4 separate regions of the Mus musculus genome follow, and all the other regions are linked to region 1. Evidence: chromatin contacts called from public Hi-C and HiChIP or PLAC-seq data. All regions are on one chromosome and are shown on one strand. Each heading gives the region's core, a stretch centred on a gene start, on an enhancer-like site or on the middle of the called end of the contact. The rest is flanking DNA. Distances are from core to core; before and after follow the strand shown. Region 1 overlaps Blm (Bloom syndrome, RecQ like helicase). Region 2 has its middle 22 kb from the start of Gm44851. Region 3 has its middle 27 kb from the start of Gm42398. Region 4 holds the start of Fes (feline sarcoma oncogene).

The links. A called contact is a pair of places that touch in the nucleus more often than the background predicts. HiChIP or PLAC-seq counts read pairs in DNA pulled down with a chosen protein or histone mark.
Region 2: a Hi-C map of the HPC-7 cell line shows a contact between it and region 1, with 2.4 times the contacts expected there. The contact joins two enhancer-like sites. A contact is called at or near these places in 1 of 15 datasets of contacts at CTCF or cohesin (CD8 T cells), 4 of 484 Hi-C or Micro-C datasets (CD4 T cells, the HPC-7 cell line, bone marrow-derived macrophages and 1 more), 6 of 115 datasets of contacts at active chromatin or transcription factors (CD8 T cells, the HPC-7 cell line, bone marrow-derived macrophages and 2 more) and 3 of 9 other capture datasets (adipose tissue, liver and pancreatic islet).
Region 3: an H3K27ac HiChIP or PLAC-seq map of the HPC-7 cell line shows a contact between it and region 1, with 6 times the contacts expected there. The contact joins two enhancer-like sites. A contact is called at or near these places in 3 of 15 datasets of contacts at CTCF or cohesin (CD8 T cells, large pre-B cells and pro-B cells), 25 of 484 Hi-C or Micro-C datasets (the AML12 cell line, the G1E-ER4 cell line, bone marrow-derived macrophages and 12 more), 9 of 115 datasets of contacts at active chromatin or transcription factors (CD8 T cells, the HPC-7 cell line, the SCID.adh cell line and 5 more) and 4 of 9 other capture datasets (adipose tissue, embryonic stem cells, liver and 1 more).
Region 4: a contact with region 1 is called in a Hi-C map of the HPC-7 cell line, with 5 times the contacts expected there. The contact joins the promoter of Fes here to the enhancer-like site in region 1. A contact is called at or near these places in 16 of 39 promoter capture datasets (the 3T3-L1 cell line, the C10 cell line, the HPC-7 cell line and 12 more), 1 of 15 datasets of contacts at CTCF or cohesin (CD8 T cells), 13 of 484 Hi-C or Micro-C datasets (the C2C12 cell line, the G1E-ER4 cell line, the HL-1 cell line and 8 more), 12 of 115 datasets of contacts at active chromatin or transcription factors (CD8 T cells, the HPC-7 cell line, acute myeloid leukemia and 5 more) and 3 of 9 other capture datasets (adipose tissue, liver and pancreatic islet).

The regions. Positions count from the first base shown.
Region 1 is chr7:80,494,018-80,496,717 of GRCm38.p6, forward strand. Blm (Bloom syndrome, RecQ like helicase) reads right to left here. Exons shown (of 22, transcript NM_001042527.2): 10 at 1,973-2,086; 11 at 416-514; 12 at 85-233. Among named protein-coding and RNA genes, the nearest start is that of Blm, 40 kb to the right of the region's middle. Within about 2 kb of position 1,379, at least 38 of the 459 cell types and tissues checked have an H3K27ac peak or open chromatin away from gene starts, as enhancers often do. A contact at or near this core is called in the G1E-ER4 cell line, the HPC-7 cell line, acute myeloid leukemia and 4 more, where this site is marked.
Region 2 is chr7:80,425,177-80,427,876 of GRCm38.p6, forward strand. No RefSeq gene overlaps it. Among named protein-coding and RNA genes, the nearest start is that of Gm44851, 22 kb to the left of the region's middle. Within about 2 kb of position 1,380, at least 69 of the 459 cell types and tissues checked have an H3K27ac peak or open chromatin away from gene starts, as enhancers often do. A contact at or near this core is called in the HPC-7 cell line, bone marrow-derived macrophages and microglia, where this site is marked.
Region 3 is chr7:80,582,065-80,584,764 of GRCm38.p6, forward strand. No RefSeq gene overlaps it. Among named protein-coding and RNA genes, the nearest start is that of Gm42398, 27 kb to the left of the region's middle. Within about 2 kb of position 1,272, at least 113 of the 459 cell types and tissues checked have an H3K27ac peak or open chromatin away from gene starts, as enhancers often do. A contact at or near this core is called in the G1E-ER4 cell line, the HPC-7 cell line, bone marrow-derived macrophages and 1 more, where this site is marked.
Region 4 is chr7:80,386,500-80,389,442 of GRCm38.p6, forward strand. Fes (feline sarcoma oncogene) reads right to left here and starts at 1,447. Exons shown (of 19, transcript NM_010194.2): 1 at 1,338-1,447; 2 at 623-844; 3 at 312-485. The coding sequence starts at 835. Furin (furin (paired basic amino acid cleaving enzyme)) reads right to left here. Exons shown (of 16, transcript NM_011046.3): 16 at 2,695-2,943.

The DNA.
Region 1 (2,700 bases), core at 129-2,628:
CTGGACACTTGGCTTGATAAAGCCCTACAGGTGATGCTAATGTACAGAATCAGAAAATGGAACCCACAACCTTCACCGACTTACACCTGAGGTCTGAGGATCTTCAGCTGAGTGAGGATGTCCTTCTGGACCCTGGGGTTCGCTGTGGCCGTGAGGGCCATCACTGGAACAGAAGGAAACTTCTGGCGAAGCATATTCATCCTTTTGTAATCTTGACGAAAATCATGACCCCACTAATTGGAAAAAAAATGTTGCTTTCAGGTTATTTGTATCTCTCGGGTCGATATATAAGATGCACTTTATTCTCCAGTGAAGCAGCAGAGCGATCAGTCAGCCACTGTGGGTTGTTCTTCAGTGCTGTGGCTCTGAGCACTACTGGTGGTATAAACACACTGATATCCCAAGAGAAACTTACCTGACTCACACAATGCGCTTCATCAATGACAAAACGTGCCAAGAGCTTCCGCTCATACAGATTCTCCAGAGTAGAAATCAGCCTGTTACTTGCACAGACCTAGAATAGAGATACACGAGAGATGTAAACACATCTGAATGAATATCGTCACTCCCTGTTAGAACTACTCACACACGAGTGATTCTGTCCTCAGTCTGTGAAGAGAGCAGAAAAGCAAAGGGCAATCCAGACACTTCAATGCCCTCATCCACATCCAACAGCTTTACTTATCAGGCTAGTAGCTCTGAGAGTTACCACATGTTTACTCTGGTTACAGGACTTACATTTTTTTACATGTATTCATTTTGTGTTTGTGCATGTGTAGGGTGGGTCTGTGCACACAATGATGTATATGCGTGAATTCAGAGTTAAGGTGGTTGGTTCTAGGTCCTTAGGCACATTCCCCATGAGCAACCGCCAGCCTGATAACGGGAGTTTAGATGTGTGTTTGGTATGTGCATACTATTGGGGAAGAACTCTATGTATTACACATATAGATAGCTATGTGCCAATAACAAGCATATCTTAACAGGGACATAAGACACAGAAGTCAGGTTGATGAAGCGTCCTCACTGGTTGAACATAGGCAATTAGAACATCAAAATACATAGTGAAAATGATTATAATTTACTAAACTAATAAAGAACCCACAAGTTCACACTGATAAATACGCAGCATCAGGCAAGGCTTTCATAAAGCCAGGATGGATTGTATCAGTAAACTCAACCTGGCACTCATCATAGTAATAATAAGAAACAAATCATCAACGATGCTAAAGCTTGTGGGGAGGCTCTGATGTCTGCCACGGTGTCTGTACAGTCTGAGACCTCCTACAACAGAGCAACTGCTCACTAGGCAGCTGGAAGGGGAAGGAAACGTTAAGCCCAGCGAGCAGCAGCCTGGCAATGCTATTTTGATCGAGTGATTGGCCAGTGACCACCACTGGTAATGGGATGAGTCACTGCCAACTGTCTTCTGATAGCACACAGCACATCTGTGGCATCCCTGCCAACGTGAGGAATAGGGATTTAATCAGCAGGAAACAAGGCAAATTCAAATTGAGGCACAGTCCCCAAAACTGGCCCTTATGCTTCAAAATGTCAAAATAATGAAACTGTTTAGATAGGAGATGAAATAGGGGTTTTCTTTTTTTCCCTTTTTTACAAAGGTCATTACTGAAAGGTTAATGGCTTAAGTAACAGTATGTGTCACTGTACATTTCCTGACGGGTAAATTACAGTGGTTCCTAAGGGAGTGCTATACAGTCAGGAAATGCAGAGTGAGGTAAAGGAGAGGTAAAATGGCAGATCTGCAACTCACTGTCAATTAAGTGTTTCACAACAAACTGGAGAAAGAACAAACAACACAGGAGGCAGAGAAGACTTTACCATCTGTGGTCTGGAGTGAAGGTTATACAAGAATTCATTAATGTATATAAAAATTATCACCAAGTTCTTCAAATATATGTATTTGAGTGCGTTGCAATATTACACTGAAGAGAGTGAGATAAATACGAACCTTCTCTGGAGTAACATACAAAAGCTTGATGATTGGGTCTTTTTTGGATAATTGGAGGTAAATATTTGCAGCTTCTGAGTCAGTCTTATCCCCTGTCAGATATGTAGCTGGAATCTAAGTTAAGAGTAATAATTTAAATTTCATTTTATTTATACATTAATCAGATATGATCGTGCTTAGGTTTCATATTTTATAAGTCATATATCACACTTTCCAAAAGAAACAAATACCTCACCATAACAATCAATGCACCATTTTTATTTTTAAGTTTTGTTTTCTGAGTCAAGAGTTTCACTTTTGAGTCTCAAACTTGTGACCCTCCTGTACCCTCAGCTTCTAAAGTACTGGTAATTATAGGCATGTGTCACATCTAGCTAGTACACATATTTTTAAAAATTAACATTAAATGCAACTCAAAATAGCTTTCCCACTTAGGTGTGGTGGCATACATATGAGGAATCCTAGCTGGCAGGAGGATGAGAAAGGAGGTTTAGGAATTCAAGGCAGCCTTGCCATCCGGCAAATCTGAAGCTAGCCTGTGCTATGGCAAGATGCTTCTGTGTCAAGAAAAACTACAAAAGGCTCTCCACTGTTCCATTTTCTATGTTTCATCTCCTCTATCTGTAAAAAAGACCATGTTGTCTGTGTGTGTAACTGGAGCTGGCCCCAAATTTGCTTGTATGCCAGGCTTGCTTCTAACTGACAGAGAGGAACCTCTTTTTGCCTCT
Region 2 (2,700 bases), core at 130-2,629, 69 kb before region 1:
AGTCAGTGTGGTGACAGTAACCCCAGCCTAGCTTTTCATGACCTTGGTACCTGGCCTGGTAGCACACACCTTTAATCCCAGCCCTTGAAAGGCAATCTCTGTAACTTTGAGGGTAGCCAGCTAGGGTTACACAGTGAGACCTTGTAACTTTAATTGTTTCAAATCCTATTTTTAATGGTGGTTCTTAAACACTTTAACCTTCCTTGTAAGCCACCACCCACCAGAGGTAGTGGGAAAAAAAGGATATGGTGTGTGGGGGTGGGGGTGGGGGAAGTGGACCTGTTTAGAAAGGATCTTGGGAGCAACTCCCATCTGTATTGTCTGGAAATCAGCAGTTCAGTTCCCAGAGTCAGTAGTGACAGCTCCATCCACTCACAAACACCTCACAGATACACCAGCAGTCCGGTTCAGTAGGTCGGGTTAGCAACAGTGGTGACACAACCTAGCAGAGACAGCCAGGCCTTAGCCTAGGCTTGAGTCAAGAGGAGGAACCAACAGGAACCCCCAGAGAAGCTCTCGTCTGTGCATCTCTCAGGGAAGTGAAGATCATTGAAGATGCAAGAGCCACAAGCATTGCACTGCTAGCTGTCCCAGCAAGCCAAGCTGTCTCTGTCACCATGGAGTCCTATTTATACCTCCAAACATCACGTCTTCCACATGTCTTGCCTCAGCACGTCCATCCAATCAGCCCAAGTCTGCAGAAGCAGCAACAAACTGCAGCACACCACCAAAAATTTTTCCGTGGTTTCTCTCTTTGGTGTCCCAGCAAATGTAGCTCAACTGCTCAGTGTAAGGCAGAGCAATGCATGCGTGCTGTTAGCAAAGACTCCATCATGCTTCATCACTCCTCCTTTCACGTGCTTGCTTTAGCAGAGCATCCTCTCTCCTGTGTCTGCTTCAGCACAATGTTCCTTCATGAGTCTGCCTTAGCCTTTCACACCTGTGTCCACTTCTGGAAAACACCCCTTCATGTGTTTGATCCAGCAAAACACCGTCCAACTAACTTTCCAAAGAACCCTTAAGTTTCCACTTCAAGACCCTGTCTCAAAAAAGGAAGGAAAGGAAGTCTTTATAAAATGCCTACTGCCACATCAGCTGGATGCAGTTCTCTTAGGGCCTTGCACTAGGTCTGATTGCGGGATCACTTGCCAGCTCTAAGGCCTGGGTCAGTGACTTCTCCTGAATAGTTTCTCCTCCTCCTCCTCTTCTTCCTTTCCCTCCTCTTCCTCCTCCTCCTCTTCCTCCTTCCATGGCCTCCTTCGGTTGCCAAGGGTCATGTGCAACAATACAAACAGAAGCAGGAACTCAGCAAGTGACAGTTCCCGGTCCCTGGGTAGTAGTGGTGCAATTGGCAACAGGCACGTGGCTTCCTTTTTCTCTCTGACTCAGGCGGCTGCTTGTCTGACCCAAGCTGGTCCTGAGCTCGCTCTGTGGCTGAGGCTGATCTGTCTGCCTCTGCTCTCCAAGTGCAGGCCTTACTGGCCTGAGTCACCACACCCCACGATCTGCTGGGTTCAGTGAGTTTACCTTGTGCACAGGTTAGGCAAAGCTCACCAAGAGGACAGGGAAGACGGGGAGGGGACATCGTAACCCTGTATCTGAAATAAAGGAGGGGTGGCTTCCATTATTCAGAATAGAGTGGCATTGCCTGTGTCAAAATAGCAGAAGGACTGGGAAGACGCAAACAAAGAAATGGAACAGGAGAAAACCAACTAAGCCAGGTGTTGTCATGCATGCCTGTCAGCACAACACTTAGGAAGCTGAGGCAGGAGGATCACCATGAGCTCAAGGACAGCCAAGTCTACAAAGTGAGACTCAGTGGGGAGAGGGATGGAAGATGGGGGTAAGGGAGGGAGTCTGGGGAGGGACAACTAACACTAAGGGGTGTTTGAGGTCATATGGAACCCTGCTACTGTGGAAACTTCCTATAATACATATGTGAAAGAAACAGAGTCGCCAAATAACAGGAGAGACAATTACCCCCTCCCCATGTCATTTGCCACCAAGTGAAGTCTCCAGTGCTGGGAATGGGTTATATCTTGTTGAGTCATTGGCCAAGACCCCATGAAAACCCCAACCATCTCAGGCTATTGCCAAGGCTGTAGGTTGCACTCTACAAACCGACGGTAAGGCCTAATTACTGACGACAACACTTCCATATCTCAAAGGACATAGAGGAGTTGAGCTGGCACCTAATTAGAGCCTTGCTCCTACTGACTAGTGTTCATGGCATTGGAAGGTGCTCTGCATGCTGCCAGAGGAGACAGATAACCACCAACTCAGTTACAAACCCCGTGATCTACAATGGTGACCTACTTGCAAGCTATGTCGGTGCAATTTGTGACTGACACAAATGTTGGCAGTAACCAATCACTCTCTGCTTGAACTTAAGGCCCACCCGATGAGATAGAACCCACGTCTTGTCTGACACAGCTCACCTGGCCAAGAACCTGGTGACAGTGTAGCCTGGTGACAGTATAGCCGGAGTTTTCAGCTACTCTGCTTTGTGCTCCAGGAGGGTCTCGCGCCTCCAGTTACCTGCCCAGTCCAGGAACTCTTTGGATCCACGAATGAAACACACACACACACACACACACACACACACACACACACACACACTTATTTTTGAAATGCCCTCTAGCTCAATGGCTGGTCAGTTCTAATCCTCCACCTGCTACCCCAGGCCCAATTGGGGAAGTG
Region 3 (2,700 bases), core at 22-2,521, 88 kb after region 1:
TTTCTCCCTGCTCCCTCCCAAGGGAAAAGCAGTCTGTCCTTACCCATGTTGTCAGCAGTTAGTCTGTCTTTATCCATGGTGTTGCCATTGTAGTTAGGGGTGGGCAATCACAGCCCAGAAATAGAAAATGGAAAGTTCCAGAGATGCATTTTTCTCTTTCTCTTGGCCTTTTTGTTTTTGAGTCAGAGCCTCAGGTAGCCCAGGATAGCCTCAGATTCACTATCCTCCTGCCTCCACCTCCAACGCGCTCAGGCTACAGGCATGTGCATCACAATGGGGAAGTCTTGCTTCCCCACGGGTATATGTGAACCAGAGGCAAGGACTGTCTAAATCAATTCTGACTTCCCAGTTCCCAGCTCAGTAGCCTCCAGCACCATCTCTCTCTCTCTCTCTCTCTCTCTCTCTCTCTCTCTCTCTCTCTCTCTCTCTCTCTCACACACACACACACACACACACACACACACACACACACACACAGAGTCAGGACTGCCCGGTTATTTTCTTTAGTTCCAAATTCTAACACTTCAACCATCCATCACCAACTCCGAGTCAGGACTCCCGTACTTATATTGGGAGGCATAGCAGCACAGTAGTTTTTTTTCTTGTTTGTTTGTTTGTTTGTTTTTCCCTATCAATTTCCCCCAGGCATCAGGCATAAATCAGGCTGTTGTAAAACCTTCAAGGTTGGCAGCAGAGAATCCAGACACCTGTGGCTGGGACTAGCTCAGCCCTTCTGGCAAAGATTCCCTGATGACAAAGGCTTAGGAGGAATGGGTGGGGGATGAGGAGTGGGAAGCCCATTCTGCAAGGACAGGCCAGAGCACGGAGTCCACACCCGGAACAGCGGCCAAACAATGGTGGGAGCGAAGGTTACCGGACAGGATGTAAATAGTGCAAGCCTTGACAATGAGAAAACTCAAACTCATAAAATGTGGGAGGGGAAGGAGCCCGGAAGTGGTGACGAGCTCATTTCCTCTCCTAAACTCGGGTCCTCGGGAGATGCCGTCTGTCCGTCTGTCTGTCCGCAGTCCCAGTCTGTCAAAAGCACAAGTCAAGCACTTAGTATTGTTCTTTGAAAAAACGTATTAGCGACGTAAAAAGCATGTGACTCTTTGTGGCTTGGTAACTTTCCCCATCACATCTAGATTTCCTTTTGTTCTGTTAAACAGAATTTTTTTTTCTTAAAAGCACACTATTACTGGGGCGCATTCCCCTACCGCTGATCCTTTCTCTATCATCCACGGTGCACACCTCTCTACCAAAGCTGCCTGGGTACCAGCCAGCCCCAGTGATTTCTAGGAGTTCCAGGTTCCAACCACTTGAAAGCCTAGCCTCAGGGGTGTGGCTCGGCGCTGTTTTGCATCTGTGATCATGAATGTGCACATTTATAAAAACAAGGCTCTTTCTTTCTGGACAGTGGTAGAGATCAATTCAGGGTTTCACTTTCTTCCCCAGGCCAGTAAAGCCCTTTAAAACACCTTTTTTTTTTTTTTAAATTTTACATTAAAAAAAATGCATCCAGTGCCTACAGAGGCCAGAAAAGGGCATAGGCTCCCTGGAACTGGAGTCTTGAATGGTTGTGAGCTGCCGTGCAGGTGCTGGGAATTGAGTCTGGGTTCTCTGAAGAGCAGTCAGTGATCTTAACCACTGAGTTCCCTCTCCAGCACCTCTCTCTCTCTCTCTCTCTCTCCATATATATGTATGTATGTATACGTGTATATATATGTATGTATTTCTAAGACAGGGTATCATGTAGCCCAGGCTGGCTTCAGTCTTGTCATATAGCTGAGGCTGGCCGTGGACATCTGTCCCACCTCCCAAGCATTCGGCTTCCATGTGTATAGCAGCTTGCCCGGCTTCAGGATGTAGCTTGAAGCCTTGGGAATCCTGTGCCATGGCAAGGACAGAGACAGAAAGCAGGAGGTCGTGGAGTCAGTCTCCTTAGGGTCAGGGCCTTGCGTGCCCACTGGCAGATAGGTGACCCTGAGCCTCTCTGCAGTTCTTTTAGGTTGCTGGAAGGAACGTGGGTGTGCAGTGTCTGATCGTTGGTAGTGGTCACTAAGGATGCTGATGGCCTTCTGTCACTGTGGGCGTCAGTCCTTCCTGATGCCAATCTTCAGAGACCCAGGGGATCAAGTGGCTCTCTTTCTTTGGTTGTTTCCCCTGTCCTTAGAACCACTCGTACAGCCTCAGCTCCATCTAGTGTTCACATGGGGACACAGCCCCAAGATCTTACTGCAAATCTTACTTTCCAGAGCTGCACAGTGAAGCCCATTTAGAGTAACCCTCCAGTGCTAATATTTGGCATTTCAAATCAAGTGTTGTACAAGCCCAGTACTCTAAGCATCAGTACATATTGTCCTCAAAGGGACAGATTCATGTAACAAATAGTTGTAAAAAATGATGTTGACTGCCAGGTGTGGCATGGCTTCAGTTCCAGCGCTGGAGTCAGAGGCAAAGGAGGATCCCTGTGAACTCCAGGCCAGCCAGGGTCTTAAAAAAACTGACATCGGCTGATGGAATTCTTGGTGCCAGGAACAATTCTAAATTCTTGAATTGTGCAAGTTCACTTCCCACAACCCAGTATCATGACATGGAAGGTGTTTGTTTCATTTCAGAGGTGCAGAAAGATGAAGTAAAATCTGTCCCTCTGAGTGGACGTGATCCTTTAGGATGCCCGTGTCCCAGTGGCTAAGGACA
Region 4 (2,943 bases), core at 197-2,696, 110 kb before region 1:
AAGCAGCTGCCTGTAACCCAGCCTGTAGCTGAAGAGCTGCTGGGACTCAGACCAGGGCAGGATTCGGCCTCTGGGGCCCTGGCGGGGTCCACTCTAAGCACACTTGCCCCCCCCCCCCAAGTCCCTCACAGTGGCTCAACAGGCCCTGTAGCAAGTTAGCCAAAGTTGTGAGAGGAAAGGAGGAAGCTGCAGCGGCAAGGCCACACAGGCCATCCTGGAGCTGGGCCTGCGGTCAGTGACTTCTGCTTCCCTAAGCACTCTTGTGTAAAACTGCACCTTATTGCGACAGCGTCCTCTGGGTGCCCGCCTACCTTGGTGAGCTCCTGCTGCAGCTGCTGCCACTGCTCGTTGTACGTCTTTCTCAGGTGCTGCCGCTCCCGGATCAGCACGCTCAGTTTGCTCAAGGGCCCCGAGTTCAGATCTTCTGCATGCTGCCGCAGCACCCGGCTCAAGTTCTCGGTCTGGCTTGTTATCTCTGCCCAGGACTACAGCACATTGTGGGATAGGGAAATGGGAAGAACAGGGCAATGGCCCGCAAGCCTGGGTTTGCATCCTTTCCAACCCCACCTCTAAGCGGGGAGGTGATGAGGGCAAGTGAATGGGAGAGCTCACGGAAGCTCACCTGGCTGACAGGGCTGTCGGGGCCGCTGCTCCAGCTCTGGCCTCCGCTGTCCTGCAAGGACATGTGGTGAAGCAATCCTGCATATTCCCGGTCACTCTTGACCCTCTGGGCCATCCACTTCCTCATGCCCTCCAATAAGCGCAGCTCAGCTTCCTGCATCTGCTGCACTGCCCCGTGGCCCTGGGGGCTGCACAGCTCTGAAGAGAAGCCCATAATGGTGTCCTGGGGACAGAAACCGGGTCATTCAGTGGAGACAAAAGAAGCGGCTGGTGATGGAAGATGAGGCTACGGTCGAAGAGGGCTGCGGGCGGGACATGGGTGGGGTTCTGCTTAGAAAAAAAAAAAAAATACCAAGAGGTGCAGAGAGCAGCCTGGACTGGGGCTGGCCCTTCTGCTTCCGATGTACTAGACTAGATTTCAGAGCCAGTGGTCCTGTTTCCAGGAACCAGACTGGAGGTCCCTAACAGGACCCTTCCCCCACACCATTCCTGGGTGTTACCGACTCCTGCCCTGCCCAGGGCCTTCAACAGTGCTGGACTGCGGCCTCCGGGAGCCACCGAAAAAAAACCCTATCACTGGGCTTTCCTGCTCTTCCCAAGATCCTAGCCCCACCCCCATCAGGTTTCAGGTTCCCAGAACACCCGCCTGGCCCCTTTCCGGTGCCCAGCCCTGCCCGTGTTCCACATAAACTCCTGGATCTCGAAGGTGGAGTTACCTTTCTCGGGCAGCTGCTCCTGGGGTAGGTGGCGGTGGACCGACTAAGGCCCAGAATCTGCCGGGCCAGTTCCTGATTCCTGCTTCCTCCTCCGTGGTTTCAGTTGCCCTAGGCCGCGGGGCGGGTCCACTATAGGGAAGAGAGAGCACAGCCCACCCCCCCATCCTGCTCCCCACTCTGCGTGCCCTGGGCCACAGCCTACAGCGACAGCTCAGCCACGGAAACGGAAGGGAGGAGGAGGCCGGCAAAGAATGGCCATGCGAAGAGTGGCCTGTGAACCAGGCACTCTCCAGGGTCCCGCGAACGCGGGGGAAGGAACCCAAAATGCAGTGGGGATGGACTCAAGGTGAGGCCTCAGGCAGGGTGTTGGGACCCCCGGGGCACCCAGGGTGTGTGGACTAATGTGAATCCTGACAGCGTGCTAGGGTGCCAGGGGGACATAGAGGAAGGAAGCCTAATCCTGTCCCTCCTCTGGATTCCCTAAGGAGACCTCAGGCGCCAGCCACTATTTGCATATAAAATCTCCAAGTCAAAATCCTAAGCAGAGGCCTGCTTCTCGGGCCCGGGTTCCGGTAGCACCCTTTCTCTCAGGCAGGGCGTTGAGTCTCAGTGGCAGCCTGGGCCAGCGTGGGGTATAGAACTGAGGAGAAATTATTTCCCCATGAGGGACTCAGGTTCCCCCAGCCATTCAATCCTGGTTTGCTGGGGTTTTTTTTGTTTGTTTGTTTTGTTTTTTCTTTTATTTTGAGAAAGGGTCTCTCTGTGTAGTCCTAGAACTTGCTATGTAGATCAGGCTGGCCTCAGATGAAGAGATGCCCTGCCTCTGCCTCCCAAATGCTGAGATTAAAGGTGAGCTCGGCTAGCTGTGATAAACACCAGAACTGAAAGCAGCCTGGAGAGAGAGATTGTCTGATTTAAGGATTAGAGTCCACCACCAAGGGAAGTCAGGGCTGGAGCTGAAACAGGAACCACGGAGGACACTGCTCGCTGGCCACTTGCTTTCACAGGCACCCCAGGATCTTTGTATGGGAAGGTAGACACCCCCAGTACACCGGGCCTTTCCACATCAGCCAGTATCAAAATGCTCCACCGACTTGCCCACAGGCCAATCCAATGGAGGCAACTTCTCAACTGAAGCTTCTCTTCCCAGGTGACACTAGCTTATGTCATGATAAAACCAAGGAGCACACAGATCTGGGTTCACTCAGGATCCCCTCAGACCTCAGCAGTGGAAGCCCTAGACCTCTTAGAGGCATTTAAGCCTTCTGACTTAAGCCAAACTGGCCCCTAGTTCCCACCCTTCCCCAGTCAAACAGCTAAGGGTCCCGAGAAGAGCTATAGACACTGGAGACCGGGCTTGGTTTGCATAGTCTGCACGTTTAATCACTTTAAAACCTCTAACATTATCTCGTGTCCATTAAATAGAACCAACAATGCCAGGCCTGTTTAAATTACAAGGAAAAAAAAAATCACTGTGCACCAACCCAGCATCTTACAAAACCAGCCTGGATGGCCGTGAGGGGTGGGCAGGAGAGCAAGGGGCACCCCTGGACAGGTAGGCTGGGTACTGAGAAGGGCTAAGGAAAAGAAAATGGGGGGGGGGGAG